Regions from separate parts of the Danio rerio genome. Here region 1 is linked to region 2. A link is a contact called in public Micro-C data. All regions are on one chromosome and are shown on one strand. The core of a region is the stretch at or near the end of the contact, and the rest is flanking DNA. Distances in the headings are between cores, read along the strand shown. Region 1 has its middle 22 kb from the start of smad3b. Region 2 has its middle 34 kb from the start of snapc5.

Region 1 (3,416 bases), core at 712-3,211, 230 kb before region 2:
AACTTACAAAAAAATACCAGAAATTTAAATTTAAGGAAAGTTCTGTAATTTAACGTCCATTATTTTACAGTAAATTTCTGTAATTTAACATCCATTATTTTAAGGAAAATTTCTGAAATCTAACATCCATTATTTTACGATAAATTTTTGTAATTTAACGTCCGTTATTTTATGTTAAGATTCTGTAATTTACGTCTATTAATTTATGGTAAATTTCCATAATTTAACAGACGTTATTTTATGGTAAATTTCTGTAATCTAACGTCCATTAGTTAACAGTAAATTTCCGTAATTTAACATCCATTATTTCATAGTAAATTTCTGTAACATAACATCCATTATTTTACGGTAAATTTCTGTAACCTAACGTCCATTATTTTACAGTACATTTTTGTACCCTAATGTCCATTATTTTAGAGTAAATTTCTGTAACCTAATGTCCATTTTTTTACAGTTAATTTTTGTAATCTAATGTCCATTATATTACGGTTAATTTTTGTAATTTAACGTCCGTTATTTTACGGTAAATTTCCGCAATTTATGATCTGTTGTTTATGGTAAATTTCTGTAATCTAACGTCCATTAAGAAGCGGTAAATTTTCGTAATTTAACATCTATTATTTCATGGTAAATTTCTGTAACCTAACGTCCATTATTTTACAGTAAATTTCTGCAATCTAATGACCATTATTTTACAGTAAATTTCTGTAACCTAATGTCCATTATTATACAGTAAATTTCTGTAATCTAACGTCTATTATTTTACAGTTAATTTTTGTAATGTAACGTCCATTATTTTATGGTTAATTTTTGTAATTTAACATCCATTATTTTACGATAAATTTCCATAATTTTAGATCTGTTATTTCATGGTAAATTTCTGTAATTTAACATCTGCTGTTTTACAGTAAGCTTCAGTAATTTAACATTGGTTATTTTACGGTAAATGTCTGTAATTTAACATCCATTATTTTCCTTTTTTCTGGCACCCCTGCTGTTGCAAAAAAAAAAAAAAAAAAAAAAAAAGTAAAATAACAGAATTTTTTGACCTTGATGTCAAAGCAACATCAAATCGACATCTAACATTATTATCAAAAATCGACTGATGCATTTTTTATGGTGTTTTTTTTTTTCATGCCAATGTTAGATGTCAATTTGATGTAGTTTTTATATTAATGTAGTCAATTGAGATGAAATCAATGTGCATGTTTGATAAATTTTACTGGCACATATGATTATGTTGCATCCCGCTAAAAACAAAGACATAAAATTTTTCCTAAAGCCAAACTAAACTAAAAATGAATACATAAAAACCATTCAAAGTAATTAGAATAGCTCTACACGATATGGAAAAAACAGATCCAATTTTATATACTGACTGCGTGAACTGCAAAACCACCAGAAGGTGGGGTTGAAATCTCCAAGCAGGATCCTTGAGCTCAAGTTCTACATGCATGCCTTCAAAAGAGGGAGCTGTGGTTCTCTTCTAATGTGTGACAGCTACGAAACCTCTCTGATGTGATGTGATGTGTGTGTTAGACTACAACTCACAATAAACACACAAGACGGACAGAGTGCCACCTCAGCACTATTCTGCATGCTTTAAATCTTCATCTGCATAACAAAAAAGTCCTACTGTCCTACATAAATACATACTTGCAGAGCCAAATCTGCATGACGGCTCAATCTTTCAAAAAGCCACAAATGAGCAATTGAAACACACGAGACCCGTAAGAGAACACGAGAGACAAAATACAGCACTCTTTGCAAACGACGCGAGGGCAAGGTTTGCTTTTTATGGTTTCAGCTGGTTTAAACATTCCATTAGTTTCTTTTGATGAGATGGCATTTCAGCGCTTGTTTTTCCTCTCTGAGAGCGAGTCTCACACTGAATGTAGACCATTTTAAGAGGCTTATCCGCTTTCTTCCTCCAACCGCCCTTGAACTCCACACATATGTTTCTGATAGACCTCAGCACTCCTACTCAGCCTCTCATTCAGAAAGAAATGGAGGGGTGGGGGGAAGAAAAAAAAAAGTTTTCCAGTGAAACACTAAACAGTTTATTTTCTCTGTGTCGTTCTCTGGGGCAGCTTTAAAGACTGCTCAATCACACGCTGATGTGCTCTCTCGGTCACACCGATAAACAAACCAATGATTTAACTCTCCTCAAGGTCTCTCCATTCATATTTTGTTCCTCTTCTCCGCCTCATTTTTTCACTTTTGAAAAAGCGGAGCACGCAAAAGGTCTGAATGTAGTTTCTATTAACGCGGTGTAAGCTCAAAAATAAATCTTTTTATCAGCAGCACATTTCATACATGCATTTGTGCACAGTGCTGCACAGAAATGTGAGAGTCAAAAGTTTAGACACACTTGACTCAATTTATGTTTCACATGATATTAAAACCTTGAGATTTAAAGTGAAAATACTTGAAATTAATTTGCTGCATATGAACTGAATGTGTTGATTTCTGAAATATGAGAATATGTGTGTTTGCTATTTAAAATAGCAAAAAGTAGCTATTTATTTACATTTCTAAAATAATAATAATGATTTACGAATGATATTCTTCAAAAAAATTATATTTTTATTAATTAATTTATTTGAATGATGAAGAATAAGTATGATGGGTTTTCCCAATGTTTTTAAACTGTCTATAATGCTTCCTATATGTTTCTAAAATTACTGTTTGTATGTGTTCAAATTATGCACCTTACTTTTGACAATGTATTTAAAACTATATTTTCAATTGTTCAGTTTATTACATTATTGTTAATATATACAATTGAAGTCAGAATTATTAGCCCCCCTGAATCATTGTATTATTACTGTTTAACAAAGAGAAGATTTATTCAACACATTTCTGCACATAATAGTTTTATTTATAATAACTGATTTAATTTATCTTTGTCATGATGACAGTATTATATTTAATTAGATATTTTTCAAGACACTTCTATACAGCTTAAAGTGATATTTAAAGGCTTAACAAGGTTAATTAGGTTAACTTGGTAGGTTTGAGTAATTAGGCAAGTTATTGTATAACGATGGTTTCTTCTGTAGACTATCGAAAAAATATATAGCTTGAAGGGGCTGATAATTTTGTCCTTAAAATGGTGTTTAAAAATTAATAAATGTTTTAGTTCTAGCCAAAATAAAACAAATAAGACTTTTTCCAGAAGATAAAATATTATCAGACATACTGTGAAAATTTCCTTGCTCTGTTAAACACCATTTGAAAAATATATAAAAAAAAAAATTCAAAGGGGTTAATAATTCTGACTTCAACTGTATATATAACAATACAACAAGCAAACAAACATTTTTTTAAATGTTTTAAAAATATTACGTTACTACCTGGACAAATACAAAATTCATTCATTCATTTTTTTAAGCTTAGTCCCTTTTTTATTCTGG
Region 2 (3,578 bases), core at 1,076-3,575:
ACAGTATACAACCTTTTTAAATCTTTACCAACACGTGCCAACATTTAATACAAAATGGTAATGCCACTGGTAGTAAGTCAGTTGTGAGTTTTAGAGTTTGAAATCCCTATCCCTATTTTTTATGCACTGTAAAATTATGTATTTTAGTTTAAAGTCCCCATGAAACGGAAACTGGAACCATTTTTTTTTTTTTTTATTGTGACGCAGTTCATAGAGAAACTGAATATTAAATGAGAAAACAGTTGGTGTGGCTTGTTTTTTTCTACTGCAAGCTAAATGGATGTAAAGTAGGCATTTCATTCAGAAAGATCAGGAAAAGGGTTTGGAGAGTTATTACAACTTAACAGACACCTCCTCCTCACCATTTCTGTTTGTTGTCAAAACTGACAGTTGGAGCAGCGTGGTTAAATGTTAGCCATACCCATTTGCTAAGATATATGCAATCTGACAATTTAACTGAAAAAAAAAAAACAGGACGTGCATTTTCAGATTTTAATTAAAGATAAGAAGGGCAAACAAAAATGTTTTTCATAATGACGTGCACAGATGAATCGTTCACCACAAAACTAGCAATGTGAGCAAACAAAATCATATGGTTAGTTTTGATTTCAATAGAGTAGACACTGAGCTATTTCACCGAGGTTATTTCCCACTTTAAAATTTCTGGCCTCTACGCTGTAATAAACATCTGTTCAATTTACACATTATTGATACCCATGCTTAATTGACCATTAATACGGTGTATTTGCAGAAACTGGTCGGCACCACACATATGGTTTGACAAAGTGTTTTAGGAATCAAGCATGTACAGTAATTCACAACAGTTACATATCACGGGATGTCAAATGTTACTTATATCATTACTACTGTTTTGATTTCCAATCAATTTTCATATTAGATCTAAAACTGTTGATGCAATTCAAGTAACAATTTATTCTGCAATGCAGCAATATGTTCTATTTGAAATACTCAGGCTATATAAAATCTATTTTACATGACAAAAACTTAGAAAGGAAATTGGTAGATTATTATTTTCCAGCGTGAACAACTAAGAACAGGCTGGAAATGACTAACCAGCCTATAAATTACCGAAACCCCTCTAAAACCAGGCTGTGTGTGTGTGTGTGTGTGTGTGTGTGTGTGTGTATAGATAGATAGATAGATAGATAGATAGATAGATAGATAGATAGATAGATAGATAGATAGATAGATAGATAGATAGATAGATAGATAGATAGATAGATAGATAGATAGATAGATAGATAGATAGATAGATAGATAGATAGATAGATAGATAGATAGATAGATAGATAGATAGATAGATAGATAGATAGATAGATAGATAGATAGATAGATAGATAGATAGATAGATAGATAGATAGATAGATAGATAGATAGATAGATAGATAGATAGATAGATAGATAGATAGATAGATAGATAGATAGATAGATAGATAGATAGATAGATAGATAGATAGATAGATAGATAGATAGATAGATAGATAGATAGATAGATAGATAGATAGATAGATAGATAGATAGATAGATAGATAGATAGATAGATAGATAGATAGATAGATAGATAGATAGATAGATAGATAGATAGATAGATAGATAGATAGATAGATAGATAGATAGATAGATAGATAGATAGATAGATAGATAGATAGATAGATGAAGTTTGAATCACTGTAATTTGAACTGTCCAGTATCATTTTTACTAAATTTGCTTGTTTTTGATTTACCTCAGTGTAGAGAACCGCATTTTTTCACGTAGAACACAAAAGCTTATTTGTACTTTAAAACTTCGGAAACTAAAACTTTGCCTACCTTTTCTGTAGCGTTATTTTGGTAAGTTTGGCCTACTCGCTACGGACAAGCATGACGCGGTGTTGTTTTATCAAGCACGTGATGCGCATTGCGTTGCATGACATAACAATGCATCAGCCACCATTGCATTCACAAGACGTTTACCTAATGCTATCTAAAATGGTAAAATATACACAATTTTGACATTTCTTGCTGCATTTCTATTATAATCATTTTAGGTGTTCTTTCCCATTTTTAATATCAGACATTATAATGTCATTTGTGTGTTCATACAGCTTTTTTTGTTTAATTTTTTCAATCATTGATCCACCTCATAGTTTTGTCCTTTTTTTCCTGGTTACATGATAGACAATTTGTGTTCCATGTTTGGCAGTTGATATGTGATGAAAACTTTTTGACGTTATTATCAGAAGTTATGAATATTTCACACCCTCTGAAGCTGAATGTGTGTAAGCAAATTGTATGGTGGATCCCTATGTGACAAGCAGCGCCATCTGCTGGAAGCAGAAAAAACATATAGTGAGTTTCTTTTTCTTCTTTAAAAGAAATATGGTTCAACATTTTAAAGAAAACAATTCTTAAATGAGTTTTAATCATGTCTTATCCAAAAATCTTATTACAGAATTAGCTGACCTGTTGGCTTTTGAGATGGTCAGACTAAGCGACCAATATAATCATCTAACCAAATTTATCTTAACATGTTTTTGAGTTGTTATCATTTTCTGAAGTGGCTGATTGCAGTAGCTAAGCTTAAATTGTCTGGTTTTAAGTAGTTCTCAGCACAATAAATATGATTGTCCTTTTAATATGAGGTATTTTATCTCCTCCACATCACCAGCATGAAAGAAATACAGTGGCATTTTATGCTTGGAACCAGCTGGGTTTGTTGACTTCAGTAGGATTATATAATATTGAAAGACTGTTCACGAAACTCTCTGACAAAGAAAAATACAAACATCCAATTTATTCATCAAGACCTGCATTACCCCTGTGCCTCAAAAACTGCCAACAGACCTGAACTTGAGCTTCACAAACCACTCGGTCCAAACCAAAACTCATAGCATGGGCCTGGAGCAAGAGTCAAATCTGCAAGAGGGAGAAGGATATTTCATACGACAGCCATCCATGGGCCTCCAACAACAACACCTCAACACACAGAGGAAATTCTCCCCCGTCCAGGGCTCGCTGCTGGAGCACAGCATCCGCTTAATCCTGCGATATAATGAGCTCATTTCACAATGTCATTTGCAGCCCTTTCTCACTACTATTACAGTCCAACTAAACCCCAGTATCTCCAGAGCTACAGTAAAGAAAACACTCACACAGATCCCATTTCCTTGAGTTTTGGTAATCTTTCACTTTTGACAAACAGAAGTAGCTTGTGTATGTATTTTGCAGGTATATTCAATTGTCATAAACTACTGACCATATTTTGGATGGCTTTTTAAAGGAACTATTGAACTTTGGAAAGCTCAGGGAACACAAAGAAGGATCCTTTTATCCTCAAGGGCCGTGCTCGCAACTTTTTTTAACAATAATTCTTTTATATTAACTTGGTGAGCAAGTGTGGTATGCTGCAGTGTTAAAATATACTCAGCAAGCATTTTTTTGTTTTGTTTTTAAAAGATGCCAAATAGATGTCTAATAGACATCTAAACATAGTCATCTTGGCTAAATCAAGGCTACACTTGGTCTGTCAATGAAAATCTAATAGACGTCCAAGAATAGGCCGAACCAGACTAGTCATC

The links. Hi-C and Micro-C count contacts between places; a contact is called where the count stands out from the background.
Region 1: a Micro-C map of caudal fin shows a contact between it and region 2, with 11 times the contacts expected there. The contact joins two enhancer-like sites. A contact is called at or near these places in 2 of 18 Hi-C or Micro-C datasets (caudal fin and an unstated tissue) and 1 of 4 datasets of contacts at active chromatin or transcription factors (caudal fin).

Annotation. Positions count from the first base shown.
Region 1 is chr18:21,136,731-21,140,146 of GRCz12tu, reverse strand. No RefSeq gene overlaps it. Among named protein-coding and RNA genes, the nearest start is that of smad3b, 22 kb to the left of the region's middle. Within about 2 kb of position 1,961, at least 18 of the 62 cell types and tissues checked have an H3K27ac peak or open chromatin away from gene starts, as enhancers often do.
Region 2 is chr18:20,910,043-20,913,620 of GRCz12tu, reverse strand. No RefSeq gene overlaps it. Among named protein-coding and RNA genes, the nearest start is that of snapc5, 34 kb to the right of the region's middle. Within about 2 kb of position 2,325, at least 4 of the 62 cell types and tissues checked have an H3K27ac peak or open chromatin away from gene starts, as enhancers often do.